Regions from separate parts of the Sus scrofa genome. Here region 2 is linked to region 1. The links are chromatin contacts, called in public HiChIP or PLAC-seq maps. All regions are on one chromosome and are shown on one strand. Each heading gives the region's core, a stretch centred on a gene start, on an enhancer-like site or on the middle of the called end of the contact. The rest is flanking DNA. Distances are from core to core; before and after follow the strand shown.

The links. HiChIP or PLAC-seq counts read pairs in DNA pulled down with a chosen protein or histone mark.
Region 2: an H3K27ac HiChIP or PLAC-seq map of alveolar macrophages shows a contact between it and region 1. The contact joins the promoter of FNDC3B here to the promoter of PLD1 in region 1. A contact is called at or near these places in 2 of 47 Hi-C or Micro-C datasets (embryonic fibroblasts and skeletal muscle) and 2 of 2 datasets of contacts at active chromatin or transcription factors (alveolar macrophages and skeletal muscle).

The regions. Positions count from the first base shown.
Region 1 is chr13:110,373,808-110,381,040 of Sscrofa11.1, forward strand. It overlaps PLD1 (phospholipase D1), which reads right to left and starts at 2,512. Exons shown (of 27, transcript NM_001244589.1): 1 at 2,269-2,512.
Region 2 is chr13:110,583,180-110,590,481 of Sscrofa11.1, forward strand. FNDC3B (fibronectin type III domain-containing protein 3B) reads left to right here and starts at 4,285. Exons shown (of 26, transcript XM_021069801.1): 1 at 4,285-4,501.

The DNA of each region.
Region 1 (7,233 bases), core at 1,262-3,761:
GTGGAAAGGAAATTGCTACAACGTAGCCGCTAGCTTGATCAAAACTGCTTTTGGTTACTAAAAAGCTGTGGACAACCTAAGCTCAAGCATAATTTAGAAACACGCTACCTCACTGCTAAGAAGACAAAAGTATTTCATTTTTCTCTTAGATACTAAGGAGATGAAACTATCAACAATAATTCTCTTACTTGTTTCGCCCACTTGATGGCTAAACTTCACAGTAGCTTTACCTACAAATGGAAATAGCTCACAAGCTTATCCTTTCCTGATGGAGATTAAATTTACTAAATAGATTGAAGAAACACTGTAAATCAACTGTACTTTAATTTTAAAAAAGATTTACTTTTTTTTGGACTGTGATGATCATTATAAACTACAGATGTGATAAATTCATTTGAGTAATTAAAAAATTAAATAAATAAATAGATTTACTAAACAGAGTCTGGCTACAGCTTTCCACTTCTCTTCTTTAAAAATGAATTTCTCTAAAGCTATGAAAAGGAACTCAAACCTTGCTTAATGAGAAACCTAAAGCTTGCATCACAATCCTTATCAATAACATGTTATTAAAATCCAAAAGAAAGATGAAAAGAGTTTTGTAGAGGGATAGTCTTGATGGTAGCACAATAATGTGAAAGTACTTAATGACACTGAACTGTATACAAAAAAATGGTTAAAATGGCAGTTTACATTATGTGTATCTTTTTTTACTTTATATGTATCTTATCACAATAAAAATAAAATGAAATAAAATAACTTTAAAAACTCTGTAATAATTAAAGTTAAATGAATTTTATAACAATTTTTAATTAAGAAACACATTTAGTAATCAGACAACTTCCAAAGAACAGAGTCCCCACTACTTAGTTATAAGTCAATCAACCAACGTTACAGGTACTTCTCATCATGTTCCACAAATAGTCTGACATCATGGACAAACATGGTAAAGACACATCTTCCTCAAAGCCTTAACTACTCACATTTTTTTAATATGGATTGTGAATTATACCAGATCCTGAGAAGACAGGTTGGGAGCTCAACCAATTAGGGAAAAGATCCCCAAACGACATTTAAAGGCTGAGTGCAAATTCAAGTTAAAAGCCTGTGTACAATTCACTTTTATATATGTTATCATAAAACATTGAATACTGAAAGAAATTCTTTCTTAAATAGGCAGTGTGTAATTGTGGTGTCTGTTCATAGCTCAAGCTGTAGATTCTTTTCATGCCTTACATTTTCATTGCACTACCATTAACTAGCCATTAAACCCAACACAAAGGTCTCTAGGTGCCTGGACTCCCAAAAGCCCTGGGAAAGCACTCAAAAGGTGGTCTAAACTAATTGGCAGGCCCGGCAGGTAAAGTTTAGCGAATTCCTCATTCTGCGGAGAAACCTATGGGTAAGCAAACGTAGAAACCCTTGTCGTCCTTAAAAATCTACTTGCGTTTACTACTTTACAGAGGAAATAAAGAAGACAATAATCTGAGACTTGGAAAAGGAACAAATACAGGCGTGTCTGTAGTACTGAGCTGATTCCACAAGGGTTAGTTCCGAAGGGCGTCACAAAATCCTATCCGAGGCTTGGAGCACCGCCCTCTTGGATCCCAGACCTAAGCCACAAATTCGTTGAGATGGGGCGAGAAAAATAAATCTCTTTACACACGCCCAGCTCCTTGCCTCCTTTCCCTAGCCCCACCCTGGCGTCATCATCTCGTGGGCGCCCCCGCGAGCAGCTGTGTGGCCACACGCCAGGACGGTGCATCTGGCAGGCTGGGCTTTAAGCCTCGGAATGCAACACTTCCTGGTTGGTCTGGGATGCTAGTCCCATCGCACCCGCCATCCCGGTCATTTCACAGCGCACGCTAACCCCGGGCGCGCGAAGTAACACAGAGGCATCCAACACACGGCACTGGGGTCCCTGGCGGCGAGGTGGGTGGGTGCATCCTGCAGAGCACGCCCCAACTTCGGCCTGGAGCCAGAACGGTTCTGCGCTCCAGGCAGCCGCTCGCCCTGACAAAAGTGCGCGCCGAAGTTGTCAGCGTCCGCTCTGCAGGAACCCGGGACCAAGGCTTGCACAGGAGACCCCGTGGGGCTGCTAGGGAAGCCGGTCCTGCGAGGCCGCACGGCGCTGGCGCCGGCCGCCAACGCCACTGCCAAGGTCCCGTCCAACTTGGGCGGGGAGCAGCCAGCTGCCTGGGGCCGGCGGGAGGAGGGGCGGAGGGCGAGCGCGGGGGAATCCAGGCTCCCGGACCACGGCACGGCTCCTACCTGTGGAGCGAGGGCGGCCGCAGGAACCGGCACGGCGGCGGCGGTTTCTTGGGGCTCGGACGCAGCTGGCACCGCAGGAGGCGCGGGAGGAGGGAAGGAGGGAGGGCCTGACTGGGGACCGCGCTGTGCCGCCGCCCGGATTCGCGCAGGCCTGGCAGGGGTGGGGCGAGGTGGTGCCGGTCCGGGAGAGTCGCAGCGCAGGCTGGTCGCCCCGCTGGTCAGGAGGGCGCGGAAGCTGGTCCTCTTTCCTGGTCCCCGCTTCTGTTTCTCTTTTCTCCCAAAGTTTCATAACCCAGCCGCGTCAACCGAGGGCATATTCGCTAGCATTTTTATTGTATTATCGGGTCCTCTTGAGCCGCCCAGTGCCCAGGCACTGCTGTAGGAACTTTGTATCTAATCATAATCTATTGTAGCTGGTAACCACAATTGGTCTATTTTACAAGTAGGGATTAAGATTTAAAAAAAAAAAAAAAAGTGAAATAACTTGCCTGAGGTGACACAATTAAGGAGTTGGAGTTTTGTCGAAGTCATCTATAAGCTTTCTTCCAACTCCCTGGTGTAGATGTATCACTAATTTACAAGCAAGGACACTGAGGCAGAAAAGTGAAGTAACCAGCCTAAGATCACCCAACCAAGAACTCAGGAAACTGAACTTTGTGTCCTGATGTCTTTAAAGCTCGAGTAAGGTATAATTCAGAAATCTTAGTATAAAATAATAAATCAGGAGTAAAACATGGAAAATTCCCATTCCACCCATGGAACTGTTGTAATACAGCAGTTTTGATGGCCACTTAGAATAAAGTCCTAAGAAAAAAAGAACCACTTGTCATGTGGCTTGACTAGCAGCCCTTTTGAAATATAGCTTTGAATATAGGCCAGCTCCAACTTCATTACACAACATTGCCATTCTGCCAAAGCCGAAGGAAGCTATGGCCTCCACATACCCCAAACTGCTAATATTGATGGCCTCTATAAAACATTTAGTGGATATTGCACGGCCGAGACTGGCCGAGTTGCATAATCTTACTGAGCACATGGAACTATGTGAAATGAAAAATATAATATTCGACTCCAAAGTAGAGGAGGAGGAATGAAATTATAGTCTGGAACTCTTGTTTTCCTGTAACCTATAGTTGCTCAGCCCTCCCTGGACTGCATTTTTTTCCCTCTTGAGCACATCTTTTCCTAAGAAGAGTCACATAGCCTTCACTCTTTTCTTTGTTGACAAAAATGATTGATATCTTTTGAATCCTATGAGACTGACAGATTTTTACAATTAAACACATGGCTCTCTGAACAGAGTATTGCCTAAGAGGAATTTGGCAAGTATAAGACAAGCATGTTACCGAAAGGTTGAATACCCTTTCCTCCCCTTCTTTCTCAAGTTTTATTAGTCACAGATGATTTGATAAGTTTTATACATACAAGCAATGCACTCTTACAAGCTTGTATTTAGAAATTATAACACTTTTGATTGAGAAGCAGTGGGCTATAATATTGCGTCCCAAGGTTCTAAGTGTCATCATGAAAACATTTGGCAATAGGTTTTTCTATTAACTATAATTGGAAATAAAATATTTAAGTGCACTCACAGTAATAGAATTTCTGCTTCCCTGAACTAGAGGAATAAAATAGGAAAATGCCATATGTTGTTTAACGATAAACTTAAGCTATGGACTGTCAAAGATAAGCTTTATATATAGTACCATTCTGTAAGTAATTTTTCCTGAGAGATTTGCTGATTGTTAGTGGTTGTTTTTCCAAATCTTGCATATTGTCAGAGATGTCAAGAAAAAATGACTATGAAATCCTCTTGTATATCCATTTGGAAACATTTGACATTTTTATCAGACCAGTGGTATTCTAAATCCTCTTCAGTTTTAATCTTTTCTTAGTATAAAAGTAAATATATGCCCATTTTTATAATTTTTACATTTATGTTTTACAAAAATACAAGGTTTTGGAGATTATAGAAAGCAATTTTTTATTAAAATTACCTATAATCCTACCACATACCACTAATACCATTTTGTAATATTTCCTTTTTGTTTTCTCTGCATAAACATTTGTTTCAAAATTAACACCCCATTATAAAATTTAGAATCTTGTTTATCTCACTGAATATTTATAAATTGAGTATTTTTGCTGTCACTAAAATTTTCAATTTAGTGGTTGAAGAATTATTTACTATTTATTATTTGCTAATTGTTCTAATTATTTACTTATCTATTCATCTATTGATGGCTTTTAGGGTGTTTCCAGACCTTTTGGAAATTTTTAAGTCATTCTGAAATGAACACTGTGGATACCAATCTTTGTTGAGATTTAGAATTTTGAGGTGAGGACTCTAAATTCTTAGAATAGAGTCTTAAAAGAGGAACTACTACTAGATCAACATTTATAAACATTTTTGAAGCTCTTTGAGATGCTGAAAAAATACCTTCCAATATTATTATTTTGCTTATAATTTGAAAATGTGATGGATCAAAATCATACTGTGTTTTAATCAGCATTTCTCCAATAATCAATAATGAACACTATTTTTCATGTTTATTATTTATAATTTACTGAAAATGATCTATTCATACCTATTGCTTTTTTTTCTGTGATATTATTTCTCGTTAATTTGCACTGATGCTTTTAATAGAAGCATATTGTTCATCTATACATATACATATTATTTATAGAATACTCTATAAAATTTACATGCCAGTGTGCTCCCCCAGATTTTACTTTGTGGTATATTTTATATGTACCCTGCTGTCCAAATCATCTGGATTATTTTTGGGTGCCCAGGATTCATTGTCATATCTGATAATTCTGTTTTCTTATAAAGAAGAATTACATCTCCCCAAATGTGTATAGTCTCAACAAGAGGGCAATTTAGGCGATTTAGGCACCAGTCTCCAAGGCAAAGGGCAGATCCTTCCTCTCTATTTCCACCACCAACTCCATTTACTCTGTAGGCCAGGTGGAGGGAATCCCAAGGAAGGAGGGAGCAGGTAGCTTCGGGGTTGGGCTCACTGAGCAGAGGCAGTAGCTGTCGCAGCAGCTTGGCCCTGACCCGGTGACCCAGTTAGAGACAGTTTCCCATTTCCTGATTTGTTTTTAACCCTCTGGAACTTCCTTCGTATCCGCTGTTTCCAGTCTTGTCTCTCAGCCTTGTCTTGAGTCTTTGAGCCCCTAGGGGCCTTTTCCTTCAGAGCAAGGATCTACATTCATTTCTTGTCTCCTGATAACCCTCTCAAACATAACCTGTGTGACTTCTGTCTCATACCATCCACCTAATTGTCCCCTGATTAGTGGCTTCATTGGTTCATCATTAACATGTTACTCAGGAAACACAGAGTAGGAAGCAGGATATTTTATCCTCGGTCACCTGCCATCATAAATTACTTTAGCCATCATAACAGTGACAGAATGAAAGATGAGAACAGTGTGATTATAGAGGCTTAAAATTAAAAAAAAAAAAAAAAATGACAGTGGTTAGGACCAGAACCTTCAAGAGAGAATGAGGAGCAGAGTGGATATTGCCAAGGTGTACAGAAGCTTAGTGACTCTAGATCTTCACTTTAGCTTCCTGTGGACCGTTCATATATTTCAGAATTTCTCCCAGCAGCGGTCAGTGTGTGGGGTACCAGGTGACTTTTTAAAAAGAGGCCACACTGATGCCTACGGCCCCAACCAAAACACCAGAGATAATCTTCTCAGTTAGTCTCAGCCAGTCCCTTTGAAGTGTTTTCATATCTCAAAGCCCAAAATGATCCAACTGCCCTAACAGTCATTAAGTCAATCTAAAAACTTGATTAAAATATCCTTATATCTTTGATGTTTATGCAGCTTTTAAAATTGTACTCATTTTCATGAATGTGTTCACTTATACAAAGTAGCATAATTATTAAATGAGAAAAAATGCAAAATCATGTAAAAGAGTGAATATTTGTTTAGACTAATATAGTTGTGTCAGTTGGTTGCCAGAATCATATTAAGGTAACTGTCAAAGCAACTATAATCAGTTGCAAAAAAATCCGTAATTTGCAAGGTAAAAAAAAAAATGATCTCAAGGAAGTAATGCTCTAGGAACCCATCATAAAGAAAAACTAACTTTTTTTTCAAAGCTAATATATTTTCTACAAACACATCTAGGTGTTTTTAACTTTTAAACTAACACCAACTATGAGTTTTCATTCATTCGTACATTATAAAACCCCCCTATGTTGCACGTAAATGTTTTAGTAGCTGCAATATAGTGGGTTTTTACAATGCTAAGTTTAAAAGAGGATACTACCTGAATAAAACAGATGAAGCCTCTGCTTTCTGTAGGAGGATAGACTGAGATATGTAGGAGATGAGTACTATAAAAAAATATAAATCAAGTTAAAGGGAAAGACAGGGGCTTCCAGGGTGAGGTTGAGAGAGGTTGACAGAGAAGTCCTCTCTGATAAGGTGACACTGGAACAACAAGAAAAGGAGCAAGGTTTGCAGATGTCTGGAGGAAGAGCATCTGGACAGAGGGACTAGGTAGTACAAAGGCCATGGATTATAAGTGGATTAGAAATGCATTTGGTATTTCCAGTGAAGAGTAAGGAGGCAAAGGTGAATAGAGTGGTGTGAACAAGGAGTAAAGTAATAGAAAAATGGAGTGGGGGAGGGAGTGGGGGTGGGGGTGGCAGGCTAAGAAGAGGAGTTTGAATTTAAAGTTAATTGACCGTACAGTAGAAATTGACAAACAGTATAAATCAACTATAACACAAAAAAATAAAAATCATTAAAAAATGAAGTTAATTGATATTGAAAGCTCAAGGCAGAAGAGTGACACATTCTGACTTTTGCTTTAGAAGGACCACACTGGGGCGGCGGGGGCGGGGGAGGGGGCAGTGAAGGTAGAATCCAAGAGACCAAGCAACAGTTCAAGGAAGGATTGACTAGAGTGAGAGTCATGGAAGTGTTGGAAGGGGTCGGATT
Region 2 (7,302 bases), core at 3,035-5,534, 210 kb after region 1:
ATTAAATATTCAACTATTTAACATTAATAAAAATCAATTAAAATAAAATCAGTTGTATTCTAATGTATGCCCAGCTTGACAGCTTTTCATGGGAGAAGCATGAAATTAGCAGGATGAAGAGACCACTGAGAAAATTAGCACAATATTAAACTGTAATGATACAAGTATTTTGTCCAAAGTAAAGCAAGAAAGGGTATCACTCTGTGGCTGTGTGCTAACCATGTCTGAAATATTTTGAACACCCAGCTTCCACAGCTTTTAGACAATTAGGCCCCCGGAAGTGGTGGAAAGAAAGGATGGAGAGAGATTTGGAAGCCATATGTTGAGAAGAGTTCAGCATGTCAGAGACATTTATTTAGGAAAAGAGAATAGGTGTGACAGGTATGGTCAATTCATTGGAAGGGAAGTGGCTGTTGCTATTTTACCTGCCTCCAGAGGGCATAAACAGGACTTGTGGGAGAAAGTTGCAAGGAAGCAAGTTTCAGAAGACTTGGCTTAGATCTAGAGTTGTTGATAAAATGCTGTCTTGGAGAGAATCGTTTTCCCTTTTCTGGTGGTGTTCAGACTGAGGCTGGGTGCTTGGCTGTTACTGACATGTGAGCAAAGATTCTGATTTGGGAGGAGGAGCAGGCCAAAAACCTTGAGCTCTTATCAACCCTGTGATTTTATGAGCCCTGAGAGCCATTCGGTTTCTACCTGAATAGTTCTGGTAACTCTGGGACAGATAGATATTCTTGTTTGAAATGACTTAAAAATATGTATATATATTTGAAGGTGAAACTACAGTTTTGACTGGTTAAATTATTCTGGAGAAATGTGTTTAATTGAAGTTGCAACACTGCTCTTAGATTTTGTTATTGATTGAAGTGGCTATCCTTTAGTTTGTACTCTAATAAATTCTGAATGCTCTTCAAAACAAGATTAATTAGCTTTTTATCAATGTTTATATTGAAGCTGGTATCAGATCTAGCTCAGGACATTAGAACAAAAAGTAGATGCCCTCTAAGGTCAAGATTAAGTTTCAAGATTAGAGGCAAGACTGAACCTGCCTCTAAGAATCTAGCCACCTCAACTATAGGCAAAGGAAGGATATGGAGACTGAGAACATGGCTGAGTCTTCTGTATATTAGGGATTACTAGATATAATGATCTTTGAGAAAGAGGTTTGAATTTAGAAATTTTAAACTGAGAAGTATTACTGATTTAATGGTTTGAGATCTTTTTTTTTTTTTTTCTTTTCCTTCTTTTATTTTTTTTGGTCTTTCTAGGGCTGCACCCATGGCATAAGGAAGTTCCCAGGGTAGAGGTTGAATTGGAGCTACAGCTGCCGGCCTCCACCACAGCCACAGCCACAGCCACAGCCACAGCCACAGCCACATGGGATATGGGCCGAGTCTGCAACCTACACTGCAGCTCATGGCAACACCAGATCCTTAACCCACTGAGTGAGGCCAGGGATCAAACTCATATCCTTATGGAGACTAGTGGAATTTGTTACCACTGAGCCACAATGGGAACTCTGAGATTGTTTAAATGCTAATTTCAAATATGTTAAAATTTCATTTCTTTTGTTACAAGTTATCTGTGGTCAGGAAGTATGACCTTGAACCTTTTATTTATTTAAATTTTTAAATAAGACTCAGCCTACATTGCATAGTTGATAGAAGACTTTACAAGTCTGTATATTTTGATATTGGCCTTAACTTCTGCTCTCATTTGGATGTTAATTTTTGTACTTAAGCAAGTCCTAAGCTGCTTTTGGAGCAAAGTTAAGACTATGTTTCTATAATTTAGGATCTAGGGTGGCAGATGATGTGAGTTGTCAACAGCAGACAGTAATACTCATTGCCTTAGTTTGGGGTCCTCTTTCCTGTTTGTGGAATCACCTCTCTGGCCTAAGACTTCATCATCTCCCACATGGATTCAGGGCATGCCTCTCTGACGTGAACCTTGTTCTATAGCCTGCTGCCAGAATAATCAACTTTGAAACCTACTTCAATCACTTCATGCCTTTATAACCTCACAGTGATTTCTCATTGCACTAAATTTAAATCCCTCAACATGTAGTTGGGAGCCTTTTCAAAAGTTTTGCTCCAGGAAAGGCGTCTTCATCCATTCATCCATTTATTCAAGGAGGAACCAGTATTTATTTATTGAGTATCAGGTGCTTGAGTGTTTTACTTCTCACAACAACCTAGCAGGAAGTCAGTATCACCACTTAAAAAGTAAATGACCCAGGCTCAGAGAACTTAAAAAACTCGCCCAATGTTACTGGCTTTTGTGTAATTATAATTTCCTTGCTTTTCCCACTACACCATACTTCCTCTCATTTTGGAAACATTTAATGTGTTTCTATTCTCTGTCAAAACTGATGCTAGATATTAGGGTAAGAAGACAAATGACATACTGAGGTTATATACCTACGAACATACATTTTAAATTTTAAGGCATTTTGTATCATCGATTCTTCATAGAACTAATTTGGCCTAGTGGAAGAAATTGGGAGATCTAATTCTGTCTTCTGAATTTCTCTTGTCTACTTTTACCTCCTTGGCCAAGCATGTATCTCTATACTTGAATTCAAACTTCTACCCTCTGAAGTTTTTCCTTTTACCTAGTAATTCAGGTTCTTCTACATACTTTAGAATTAATTTATTCAACAACATTTATAAGGGGGTCACTATATTCAAAGCACAATGCTAGGATGATGCTGGATATACAAAAATGAACGAGATCCAGTCAAGTGGAAGAGATACATACTAACTTTAGAGCAATGTGAGAACTGAAAAGAATTTTGAGATTGTGGGGAAAAGAGCTGTGAGGCTACAGGAAGGGAGGGAGTGATCAAAGATGAGGAAATGATCTTCAGAGAGGCTAGAGGAAAAAGTATGCTTCAGACAGAGGGGCAGAGGTGATTAAAATATATGAATTCAGCTGGATTGGAGGCCAGGGCTCAGGAACAAGTGAGACACTGAGGCAGGAGCTGGAGAACCTCTGCTTCCCCACAACTCTTCCAATGCAGAACTATGACCTAGGATTGGAACCATGTTCTAGAAAGATGGCTTCAAGACACCCTTTGCGAATATTTGGGGAAAGAAGCTGGTTAGGATTTATAAGCCAGGGAGGACCCCACTTGTCTGGATTTGCCATTATCCCCCTCATCTCCAAAAAAGAATTGCAAATTCCACAGGGAAAGGAGCTATTTCTCAGTATTCTTTTATATTCTTCTGGCTTTAATGCAGTACTTTGTACAATAACTTTATTTGATAAATGGTTGTTATATATTTTTTAGGTCAATGAGAGTAATAGGTTGCCTCCTGGTTACTACCTACTTCTGCTTTGTAGGCTAACAATTGAGGCTAAATGTGATTATTTCGAATACCTGGGAAGCTAAAAAGGAAGGTGGCCTCTCTGGGATAACTTCTACTTGTTTCCCTGGATAATTTGAAAGGTGGGATGGGATGCAGTCTGATAACCATTTTGAGTCTGTACGACAGGATACATGACTTTTTTTGTTCTTTTTTCTTTCTTCGGGCCGCACCTGCAGCCTATGGAGGTTCCCAGGCTAGGGGTGAATCGAAGCTGTAGCTGCCCGCCTCTGCGACGGCAACGCCAGATCTGAGCCATGTCGGCAACTTACATCATGTTCACCGCGTTGCCAGATCCTTAACCCACTAAGCGAGGCCAGGGATGGAACCTGCCTTCTCATAGATGCTAACCAGATTAGTTTCCACTGAGCCAGGGCAGGAATTTCTGAGACATGACATTTGACTTAATATAAACTTAGCAATTACTTAATGAAAGCTGTTGTGGCCTTCGCGTTGTTCTATGTTTGATACAGAAATACAGATATGAATAAAGAGTCTCTGCTCTTGTGAGCGCATATTGGGTACTGAACTTTGATATAATCTGTTCACGCTGTATAAACCATATGAACAAAGTTCTATGGGAAACAGAGAAGGGAGGTGACAAAATAGCTCACAAGGTTGTGGGGATTTTTAAAAAAGTTAATACATGAAAAAATGTCAGTCTCAACTCTGATTATTACTTAGCAGACACTGCATTTATATTGATGTTGCAATCATTTGCAGAACATGAAGTCTTCGCCTTTCAGGAGTTGCTCGTTCCCTAAGCCTTTACGTTATTCTGGCTGAACCAAAAAGAGTTTTAGGATAGTTATGCAGGCCTAGTGGGGAAGGAGGATCCCATAGTTCCTGCGAATCTTTACTTAAAACGGCGGTTATACTCGGCAGATTACGGCAGTGGGCGGGCCTCAAATCCCCATGTGGTCCCGACATCATTGACATGGCGGAATCCCCCATCTAACCCTCCTGGTAGTTATTTGAGCGGCGGCTGCGGCCGGAGGCGGAGGAGAGCGGTGGCGGCGGCGGCGGCGGGAGCAGCAAAGGGGCGGCAGGGATCCTCGGGGCTGGCGGCTGGGAAGGCGTGGTAGACCCGGTGTGTGGCGCGCCCGGAGCCCCGCGTTTCAGCCCGAGGGAAGGTAAGGCGTGCAGGAGCAGGAGACTGGAGGGGATCCGGACCCCGCGTCTCAGCCGCTGGGGTCCCAGCGCGCTGGAAAGCCCCAGCCGGACGCTGAGTCCGCCAAAGTGCTTGCCTGTCCCGGAGCGCTCCGGGCGCGCCAGACTTCCCGAGAAAACTTGGCGCCAGAGTGCCTGAGCGCCCCGCGCTCCTCTGGGCACCCCGGGAACACGGGGCCCAGGAGGGGGTCGGCCTCCCCTTTGGGGCCGCGTCTTACTGGGCTCCGGGTCCCCGCTCGTCCCCCCAGCTGGTGAAGGCTTGGAGGAAGGAAAGAAACGGGTAGATTCTTCTTGATCGGGGAAAAAATATCTGGGCAGTGGCTCCCGGGCTTTCCCTCCCCCCCTCGCCCTCCCCAGCCTTCCCAGCAGATTTTGTCCGAGGAATCCGCTCCCCCTCCCGGAATCTCCGCGGCAGGAACGCTGCCCAGGAGGGGGAGGGCGGGCGGAGAGGCCGAGGAATCTTCGACGTGTCACTTTCTGAGGCTGTAGATTTCCATATGGTAAAGGGAGGAGGGCGGGCGTGCAAAGAGGGGCTAGAAGTTGGGGCCGCCTCTCTGCGCCAGGCGGGGCGGGCCAGGACCTCCGACCCTTGGATGCACACAGGGAGGGTCCCGAGCCCGCACCGGCCCCCCGCCCAGGCCAGGCCTCCCCGGGACACTCCCCGCCTAGCCGCTGGCCACCTCAGTGCGCGCCACGTCCTCCCTCCCCGTCCTGCCCCCCGGGCTCCCCCCGGGCTGGGGGCGGTAACCGGCGGCCGCGGCTGGACTCGGCGAGCCTAGAGGCTGGAAGCTCGGGCGGGGGAGTGGGGCACGGCGGGAAGGAGCGGGCGACCCGGTGTGTGGGCCAGCGTAGCTCCGGTCAGTGGGTCACCCCAAGGGGCGCCCGGGCCGGGGGTGGGGCGGGCGGGAGGAATCCGCGCCCCGAGGCGGCCGGGAGGGGTGCGCGGACCGTCTGGTGCTCTCGGCGCGGCGGGGGCCTGCCGGCGTGGGAAGGGCCTGTCATTCTGGGCGAAAGTGGGGCCTCCGGCTATGCCCGCGAAGTTTCCCAAAGGTCCGGTCTGGGCGCCCGGTGGGATCCGGAGCACCCGGGCCCAGTGTCCCTGGAGACGGGGCTGGGCTGCCTGGCGGCGCCGTTGGCGGGAGGCTTCCAGGAGTGCGCGGTTGGGGTTGGAGCTTTTCGAACCTCACCACCTACTCTGCTGTTCCTGACGGAGGGAAAGCAATGGCAGTTTATCCAGACATTACCGTTTGCGGACTTTCTTGAAAGGAAAAACTTTAATTTCTGTTCTCTTCAGTCCAGCAAGTTCTTGAAACAAAATTTGGAATTTGGCTGCGATGGGCCGACGCTGGGGCCCCAGATCCACGCGTTTCTCTCTCCATCCCTGTTAGTTTCTAATCTCCCTCCCTCTCTTCCACACAGGCTTAATCATATTTTGGAACGGGCGAAGTCTTTTGTTGGGTGGGCACCCCCCTGATGGCTTGTCTGTTTATTTTTTAATGTGCAGTTAATTTGATTTGAATTTCCTCCAGCTTCCAGGCCCTGCTAGGGAAAGCTAAGGAAGAGGGAATATATCACCCCCACCCCTCTTTTTTTTTTTAAACTGGAGAGAGGTGGGGCATTGGGAAAAGGGGAGGCACAGTGGTTGTGGGTAAAGAGAGGGAGCAGACAGACCCGGAAGAAAAGGAATCTGCTCTGGAATAACACTTTTTTTTTTTTTGAGGCTTCAGGCCTTGGGCAAAAATGCACGCTCTGGGGGGGAAAAAAAAAAAAAAAGGCACCACTGTTCTGATTTCTACTGCCTGAGTTGCTCTTCTCTCTCAAGTTAGAGCTGTGACTCTGGGGCCCTAGACAGCGCCCGAGGGAAGATGTCCGCAGCCACAGCCAAGAACAGCCCGTGGTTTTCTGCCTTGTATAGGGGCTCTTGGTTCCCCCTGATTGGAGGCGGCCTTGGTGGAATAAGCGTTCAGTAAATTTCCTGGCTCCCGAGGAGCAGCTGTTAGCCAGGGTAAAGTCTTTGGGCATGTTTCTGGTCCTGGTCCTGCAAGGGGACCTTACCTGTAAGGTTATAATCCTCACATTGTTTAGACCCTAGAGGGTCATCCACAAGCTGGCCAAGAATGAGGCATAGCTGGTATGAGAAGTCACTAACAAATGGTACTTAAATTCGTATATGCTTTTAAAATGTTTTGGTTTAAATACTTCTAAGAGAAAAAAATTCTACGTAAAGATAGTGTTCATTTTAAAAGAGAGATCTTAAAACTGCAAGATATCATCATGGAATAGGAGGTTGTAGCTTCTAATTACAGTATATACAATTTCAGAAAGATATTCCAGTAACCTTTTAAGACAGACTTTATAAATAGCTCACATCAGACCATGGACTATACTGGAGAGCTAGTCTTCTGGGGTTTCTGGAAGAATGCTTGGGATCTGTTCGGAAGCTAGCTCTAGGAGCCTAGGTAGTAGTTTACTCTGTAGGAGTTTGTGCCCCTTTTGCTTAACACTTCATTTAACGGGTAGAATTTGATATCATCCTTAGAATTTAAAACCTGAGACCTTCCCAACTTCAGTTTTAGGAAAATGAGGCCTAGGGAGGGGAAGTGACCATTTGGTGTTGCAATCATAGATTAAAATTCATTAGAGGACTGTGTAAATATCTACTCTGTCTTGGAATCTAGTGCTTACTAAGTAGCATGTATTGTGTTTTTTAGTATATTATGTCATTAAAATTCTAATAGTCTTTCAGTTTAGTTGATGTTAAGGA